Linked DNA regions of Sus scrofa: region 1 is linked to region 2. Evidence: chromatin contacts called from public HiChIP or PLAC-seq data. All regions are on one chromosome and are shown on one strand. Each heading gives the region's core, a stretch centred on a gene start, on an enhancer-like site or on the middle of the called end of the contact. The rest is flanking DNA. Distances are from core to core; before and after follow the strand shown. Region 1 overlaps LOC110259298 (a long non-coding RNA gene). Region 2 has its middle 170 kb from the start of RASSF10.

Region 1 (4,274 bases), core at 138-2,637, 230 kb after region 2:
TATAAGTACCTAGAATGGCTACATAATTTGAGGGGTTCAGCGAAAAATGCAAGTCATCTTGTCAAAGAATTAAGAGTGTCAAGATGAGGACAACAAGGTATTAAACCTTTGGAGGACAGGGCCCTGTGCATTTCCATGTGTGATATGCCCATACAGCTGGCATGCCTTGTTATTACCTGCTTCCGACCTGGAACTTCTGGGTCTATGTCATAGTCTTCATAGTTTTCTAAGGAACTGAAATTTAGTGGAACATGTTTGGGGAGAGAAGGTGGGGAAAGGGTCTCCCCTAATAAGCCAGACTCGGGTAGTGGTGGTGGTGGGGGGGTAAGTTTCTCTTGGCTAGAATATAGCTGTAGCACAAATCTTATCTCCTCCTGCCTACTCTTAGAGTTTGATGAAGCTTTAAAAAAAAAAAAAAATTAGCATACCTGAATTGGCCTTGGGAGCCAATTCAGACTTAGGAATTAAAGAGTTTTTTTTTTTTTTTAATCGACTTTATTTATTAGGTTCTACTGGAAGGTAGACCAAAACCTGTGCTAAAATTCACTCTCCAGGAGTTCCCATTGTGGCTCAGTGGTTAGCGAACCCGACTAGCATCCATGAGGACTTAGGTTTGACCCCTGACCTCACTCAGTGCAAGGATCCAGCCGTGAGCTGGGATGTAGGTTACAGACGTGGCTCGGATCCCATGGTGCTGTGGCTGTGGCATAAGCTGGCAGCTACAGCTCTAATTTTACCCCTAACCTGGGAACCTCCATATGCCACAGGTGTGGCCCTAAAAAGACAAAAAATAAAAAAAAAAAAAATTCACTCTCCAATTCCACCAGGAGAGATCCACCCAAACGAGCATGTGGACCAACTGCTGTCACCCACTAAACAGATCATTTTTGTATGTGCTTCCATGGGTGGAAGTAAAGAGTAGAGCAAGATGTCAAGAGTGATCAGAGAAAAGCCCTTCTCTATGGAAACCAGGGTAGAGGAGAGAAAGTGCTCCCCTAACTAGTGTTAGTGGGGGACTAACTAGGAAAACAGAACCCACTTCAGTATTTACAATAAGCAGGAAGCTGGTCGGGGTGGGGGTGGGTGCTGAAAAGCTAAACTCCAAGAAGAGCAGGAACAGAAAAGTCACTGCCACTTTTAGGATGACGGAGCAAAGGGGTGAGGTGGTGGTCCCAGATCCCCAGCCGGATCACCAATGCAAGCTGGAGCCCTTGTGGGTTCCTCACGCAGGAGCTGGACCCATGAAGTAAATATAGCCGCTGCTGGAGGCACCACCTAAAAGGGAAAGAAGGGAAGCACTGCACCCACCAGCTTCTCCCTTCCTCCCCTCCTACCAGGAACTTCCTTTGGCCACACTCCAGCTGAAGGGCAGCTGCTGGATAAGACAACAGATCCGGTTGCAGTTTAAAGGAAAAGGCCAGGAATGGATCTGAGCACGGACAAGGCCTGGGGCAGAGGCTCCCTTGATGGTTACAAACTCAGAGGACTGCATATCGTTAGCATCTGTTAGATAAAATAGAAATTCTGCCCCAAGACATAAAAAGGTCTTTCCCAAGCTGGACCACTTTACAAACCACATTTCCTGCTATTCTCTCATCCTCTTTCTATCCCTGACTTCCTCACTCTAGGCTGTCTTGCTTCCTCTTCCCGGAGCATCTTTGGCCCACACCAGCCCCTTCTCCCTTCTCCTCAACTTGGATCCTTCTGATCACTCCAAGCTTCTCCTTTTTCTCCCTTCTCCTCCATCCTCTTCCTTTCCTTCCCCATCCCTATCCCTCACTTCATCTTTCTTTCCTGTCTCTTCCTGAGGAGAGTGAAGTCTGCTAGGTACTAGTTGCTGTTGTTTTCCAGTAACCATTTCTTAAAAATCAATTATTCAAACATATAACCACTGGCCACATCCTCACCTTCACACCTAGGAAGCCCCAAATCTAGATGTAACTGATTAAAATCAGTCCAAACTTTCTTTACCAAGCCACTAAATGTCATATTGACTTCACAGTAGGGTTGGGAAAACTTTGCACGGGCTCAGAACCTGCAGAGAAAGAAGGATCTTTATATTCTACTTGCCCCAGAGGTCCCGTCGTGGCTCAGTGGTTAACAAACCCCACTAGTATCCATGAGAATGCAGGTTCGATCCCTGGCCTTGCTCAGTAGGTTAAGGATCCAGCGCTGCCATGAGCTGTGGTGCAGGGCACAGATGCGGCTTGGATCTGGTGTTGCTGTGGCTGTGGTGTGAGGCCAGCAGCTACAGCTCCAATTTGACCCCTAGCCTGGGAACCTCCATGTGCCGCAGGTACAGCCCTAAAGAGACCAAATACATACATACATACATACGTAATTTTACTTGCTCCTAAAATATTACAGCTAGACTTCTGCTTATGGGAATGACTGAATATTATTTTATGGGATGGACATGAACAAAAATGGAAGCACTAGAAACACTGGGAACACTGGGAAGGGACCAGAAGCAAGTGAATTTGGGTAGGAAGTTCATGTATGGAGAGATAAGGCTAGGGAGTGAGCTCCCCATTTGTTTTTGGCCCCAGTGGGGCAGGCACAGGGTGTGTTGTGCAGGCTCGTGGTGGGGCTGGTGGAAAAGCAGCCATCTTTCTGGTCCACGAAAAAAGATTGAGTCCAGGGCAACTACAGCTGCCCAAAGGAAGGAGATGGATTCCTGGAAGGGAAAGGCCAGAGAGAGGATCTTCAAATTCTATCTGTCCACATTCCTGGCTGACCCCTGACCACACAAACACAAAACAGACACAGAGTGTTTCAGTTAAAGACAGAAGAGTCTGAAAAAGACTTACCCCATGAACTTGCAGGGCCATCCCTGTCCTGTTTTCTATGTGCTTGGGCCTTTTTCTGATCTCCCTATTCTACTCTATTGGTTAGTTTGTCTAATTCTACACTATTACCACACAGATCTATTTACTAGGGTTTTATAATAAATATTGCTATCAGTCACAGAAATCATACATGTTCCTGAACAGAAAAAAATGTAGTATAAAGAAATATTGGGGGGAGTTCCCGTTGTGGCTCAGTGGTTAACGAATCTGACTAGGAACCATGAGGTTGCGAGTTCGATCCCTGTTCTTGCTCGGTGGGTTAAGGATCTGGTGTTGTGGTGAGCTGTGGTCTAGGTCACAGACATGGCTTGGATCTGGCATTACTGTGGCTCTGGCATGGGCTAGCGGCTACAGCTCCAATTAGACTCCTAGCCTGGGAACCACCATATGCCTTGGGAGTGGCCCTAGAAAAGGCAAAAAGACAAAAAAAAGAAAAAAGAAAAAAAAATATTGGGAACTACTGTTTCATCTTCTTTAATGGTTGTAAGACTAATCAACTTTTCTACTTTATGAGGCAATTTTATTATAGTTTTCTAAGAATTTATCCCTTGGCAATTGATTGGCATAGAGTTTATAGCAGTATATCTTTATTAACTACTTTATTACACTGTCATTAATATCTGTAGGGTCTATAGCGATACCTCTATTTTCATTTCTGTTACTGTTTAGTTGGTTCATTTTTTTTTTTCTTTTTTAGAGCCACACCCACAGCATATAGAGGTTCCCAGGCTAGGGGTCCAATCAGAGCTACAGCTGCTGGCCACAGCCACAGCCACATCAGATCCAAGCCACATCCTTTATCTACACCACCGCTCATGGCAATGCTGGATCCTTAACCCACTGAGCAAGGGCAGGGACTGAACCCTCAACCTCATGGTTCCTAGTCACATTTGTTTCTGCTGTGCCATGATGGGAACTCCTCTCTCTTCCTCTTTTATCAGTCTTATTAGTTGATAGACTTTGTTATTTCCAAAAAAGCAATTTTTGACTTTCTTGATCTTCTGTTTTCTGTTACTTTGTTCTTTATAAGTTCCTTTCCTTGTGTATCTGTGTGCACATGCTTATTTTGGTCTTTTAACTTTATGAATTCAGTGCCTAGCTCATTAGTTTTTAGTCTCTCTTATCTAACATGCACAATTCTCCATGCTAGTCCAGTAGCGTCTAAATACTGCTTTAGCTGCATTCCATATATTTTAGTAGGTGGTATTTCTTTTACAGTTTTCAATATCTGATTTGTGACTTTTCTTATGGGCTAATTAGAAATGCTTCTTAATTTCTAAATAAATGGGAGTTTTCTCAAGATCTTCTTAAAATCAACTCTACCTTAATTGCTTTCGGGTCAGAGAATATTGTGCAGTATCACAGCAATCCTTTGGAATATACTGAGACTTGCTTAACTTGCAGGTATGTGGTTTTCATACTATT
Region 2 (4,269 bases), core at 231-2,730:
ATAACAAATTTAACCCTCGCAGACTTATGGTCACAGAAAATAAAAATAATAAAATCTTTCATCTGTATACTTAGTTTTGAAGCAGAAAGGATATTGAGTAATCAGTAAAAAAAATATATATATAGACTAAAACCATATATTAGGCTAAAATATGAAGTGAAAAGAAATGGAATTCAAATTCAAGAAGAAGAAACCACAATGTTAGATATTAGACAACTGAAGATTTGCTTTTTTTTTTTTTTTTTTTTTGGCTATTTTAGGGCCATACCCTTGGCATATGGAGGTTTCCAGGCTAGGGGTTGAATCAGAGCTACAGCTGCTGGCCTACACCACAGCCACAGCAATTTCAGATCTGAGCCGAATCTGCAAACTATACCACAGCTCACGGCAGTACCGGATCCTTAACCCACTGAGGGAGGTCAGAGATCGAACCCGCATCCTCATGGATCCTGGTCAGGTTCCTTAATTGCTGAGCCACAAAGGGAACTCCAAAGATTTGCATTTCTTTAAATGGGTCATTATGGGAACTAAGGTTAATGATATCTACATACCACTGGATACATGTAAGGCAATTGTATGTCGGCTTAATTTTTTTAATGAATATTTACAATGTATCAAATCACATCATTTACGGCTCTTTAATGATGAAATAGTCTAGCTGTCACCCTAAAAATGTACAAATAGGTACATGGTTTTTCAAAATCTCTTAGAAGGAATACCAATAAAAGTGTGAATGCCACTTGAGAGACAAGTCTGGGAAGCTTCCAGAAAAGGTCGGCTCTCCCCTCCTTTCACCCCAGTGGCTCCACTCCCACCACCTGCATAGCTGACTAGGTGGAATCCGAGAATGCAGACTAACTTAACACTAGCAGGAGAGAAAAACCTGCTGCTGAGGACTTGTGCTCAGATACTGCCCAAACTGAAACAGGAGAGACTTCAGGTCCTAGGCTGGTTGCATTATTTATGCCTATGATCCCCTCTGTCAGGCTAATCCAGACTTGACAAAAATTAAAAGTGTGGGCATGTCTTGCTGGGATGTGTCACACACATGTCACTCCACCATTTACACACGGCTGACTTTACAGCCATTTACAACTTTTAGTTACAAGCAGGAACATGCTAGTTTGGGTATTATTTGCTATTTGGATAAGTGTGCGGGGTTTAGGAACAGCTGCCCATAGTGGAGAAAGTGAAAAGTGGGTCATGGACATGCTTTTCTTTACTTTCCTTCTCGCCTTGGTCCTGTCTTGAAGATTCTCTACTTTCCCTGCACACGTCAGGGCACATCTGGCTCTTGGAAATGAAAAGATTCGAAAACCCAGCACGTTTTACTCACTAAGGGGGTTGGAGAGGTCTCCAAGCAACTGCTTGCTTCAAATTGTCTGTCTGTCTGTGATTTAGAAACCCCACTGAGATCCTGCCATCTCTCAGAGTCTTTGTTAGGGAGCCAAAGCCCTGCAGGCAGCTTCCCCAGATGTCGGCGGCGCCTTGGCAACGCCCTGGTTTGAAGATTTTTAATAGCGACTAATTCCCTCGGCTGTGGCACTGCTGCAAATGGCTCATCGTTTTATAGGCAAGTTTCAACAGTCGTGTAACCAGATGAGAATATTTTCCCAAACAATAGCGTGTGGTAGAAAACAGCTAAGGCATGTCGGCAGACAGCTGTGAGGCAGGGAGCACAATGGAAGGTGGGATGAGTTATCTGTCTTCTGGAGTGATTACCTATTTAAATTTTAATAGTTTCTGAAGGGAAGGGGGTTGTTTGTAACTTTGTACAGATTATTTTTAGTATACTTGTAATGTCCAAGATGGAATTTGTACTCAGGGAAAAATGGCTGCCAATAACCTGGGCGAAGTTTGCAAGAGGAGTTATTCTTTAGTTTCAAACCAAGCTTAGGGGAAGGGGAAAGCTTCTATCCAGAAACTGCTGAACCCATGCCAGCCTAAAGCAGCAAGTTCATCCCTTGTTTTTTTTCTTTTTTTGAGGGCCACACCTGTGGCATATGGAAGTTCCCAGGCTAGGGGTCAAATTGGAGCTACAGCTGCCAGCCTACACCACAGCCACAGCAATGCAGGATCTGAGTCATGTCTGCGACCTACACCACAGCTCACGGCGATGCCAGATCCTCAACCCACTGAGCGAGGCCAGGGTTTGAACCCGCAACCTCATGGTTCGTAGTTGGATTCATTTCCCCTGTGTCACGAACAAATCCCTTGTTTTTGATGTGCCATCACCCCACCCAATGGGCCATTAAAAACCTTGCAATTCCCCTGCACCTCCCTCTGGTGGTCCCTTCCTAAAGGATTCTGTTCATGATGGGGGTAGGCGGTGGGAAGGTGGATGGTGTACCTGAGGCTGGGATGTTCAGCCTCTGCAGTGTCAACCTCTAGGGCACATGATAGTATTCAAACATCTGTCATTTGCCTCATAGCCAATAATAAACTAACTCACCAATTCATTTAAACACACATTGTCTCTAGTTGGGGGTTCAGCTTAGGCTACCTCCAATACTACGAAAGCTCAGACGCCTTCTATAAATTGATACTCCCCAAAAGGCCACCCTTTCTTGCATTCATTTCCAATGGTACTTATCACTTTTTTTCAAAATCTGCTTTGCCACAGTTTCTTTAAACAGATCAGTGTGAATTCTTATCTTTGGGCTACCAAGCAAAGAGCCTTATTCCCTATTCTCTGGATGAAGAAGCAGAGACTCAAAGAGATGATTGAGTTTTCTCCAAGTGAGTGGCTCCTAGGGAGTAGCACCCAGTCTGTCTGACCCTGGAGTCTGAGCCCTTTCCACTACATTTGCTGTTGCTGGCTCTGCTTTTCCTGAACTTGAATAACAAGTCCACAGTCCTGACCATGTGCCCTACGATTTTGTAGACTTTGGCATCTCTGAGTTTTCCCAACAATGGAGTCCTGTTTGTCTTAGGATCCACGGGAAGGAGGTGGCTCTAGGCTACAACTTCTCTCAGCTGCCCTTCTCTGGAATTTGTCTAGCTTGGCCAAGTTTTCCTTGAATTTTAATGGTCAGGCCCAAAACAAGTGACACAGAGATCAATGTCCTTTTGTTTGGCACAAGAATAGGGAGATATTTCTTGGTGGTTTTTAATTCCTAATATTGACCACAGAATTCCTAAATTTTTGAGCTGGAAAGAAGCTTAGGAATCATCCAGCCCTGCGGTACTCAAACTTAAGTACGCATCAGAATCGCCTAAAGGGCTTGTGCATTAGTTATCTATGGCTACATAACAAATGACTCCAAAATTAGCAGCTTAGAATAACAAAATTTAGTATTGCATGCAGTTTCTGTGGGTCAGGAATCCAGGAGTAGCTTAGTAGAGTGGTTCTGGCTCAAGGTCTCTGATGAGACTGTAATCAAGGTTGGGGCTGCAGTCATCTGAAGACTTGATTGGGGCTGGATGATCTGCTTCTAAAAAGACGTGTATGGCTGGGGGTGAGGTCTCTTTACTTCACCAGGTGGGTCCCTCCATAAAATGTCTGAATGTCCTAAAAACCTGGCAGCTGACTTTTCTAAAGCCGGTGATCCAAGAGAGATCAAGAGAATAACCAAGAGAGAAGCCATAGTGTATTTTGTAAGATCATCTTGGAAGAGACATTTCATCACTTCTGACATATTTTAGTCATCAGAGAGACCAATTCTGGTTCAAGGTGGGACAAGACTGTACAAGGATGTGAATTCCAGGAAGTGAGGATCACTGGGGACCATTTGGGGTTTGGATAACATCGCTTGTTGAAACACAGATTTCTGGGCCCCATCCCTAGAGTTTCTGATTCAGTAGGTTTGGAGTGGGGCCCAAGACTTTTCTAACAAGTTCCCAAGGGATGCTGATGCCACTCATCACAGACTTTGAGAACCACTGATCTATTCTGATTTTGTAGATGATGAAACTGAGTCTCACAGAGAGAAAAGTAAGGAGTAGAGGTACACCAAAAAGGAGTTCTTGAATACCTCCTATGTGTCAGGCACTCGGCAAAAGCCTTTGTATACACTTTCTTGTTCCCATTTCATGGATGAAGAATGAATGAGACTAAGGTGAAGTAACCTGCCCAAATTCACATATGTAGTTATCGACAGGGACAGGTTTAGAACCCAGATGTCCTGACTCTCTTTTTGTCCTTTTTTTTAGGACTGCATCCACGGCATATGGAGGTTCCTAGGCTACGGGTGGAATCAGAGCTGTTGCTGCTGGCCTACGCCACAGCCACAGCCACGCCAGATCTGAGCCACATCCGCGACCTACACC

What was found. HiChIP or PLAC-seq counts read pairs in DNA pulled down with a chosen protein or histone mark.
Region 1: an H3K27ac HiChIP or PLAC-seq map of skeletal muscle shows a contact between it and region 2. The contact joins two enhancer-like sites. A contact is called at or near these places in 8 of 47 Hi-C or Micro-C datasets (alveolar macrophages, embryonic fibroblasts, mesenteric adipose tissue and 4 more) and 1 of 2 datasets of contacts at active chromatin or transcription factors (skeletal muscle).

What each region holds. Positions count from the first base shown.
Region 1 is chr2:46,388,879-46,393,152 of Sscrofa11.1, forward strand. All of the region lies in intron 1 of LOC110259298 (a long non-coding RNA gene), which reads left to right. Among named protein-coding and RNA genes, the nearest start is that of RASSF10, 51 kb to the left of the region's middle. Within about 2 kb of position 1,388, at least 3 of the 83 cell types and tissues checked have an H3K27ac peak or open chromatin away from gene starts, as enhancers often do. A contact at or near this core is called in skeletal muscle, where this site is marked.
Region 2 is chr2:46,163,426-46,167,694 of Sscrofa11.1, forward strand. No RefSeq gene overlaps it. Among named protein-coding and RNA genes, the nearest start is that of RASSF10, 170 kb to the right of the region's middle. Within about 2 kb of position 1,481, at least 4 of the 83 cell types and tissues checked have an H3K27ac peak or open chromatin away from gene starts, as enhancers often do. A contact at or near this core is called in skeletal muscle, where this site is marked.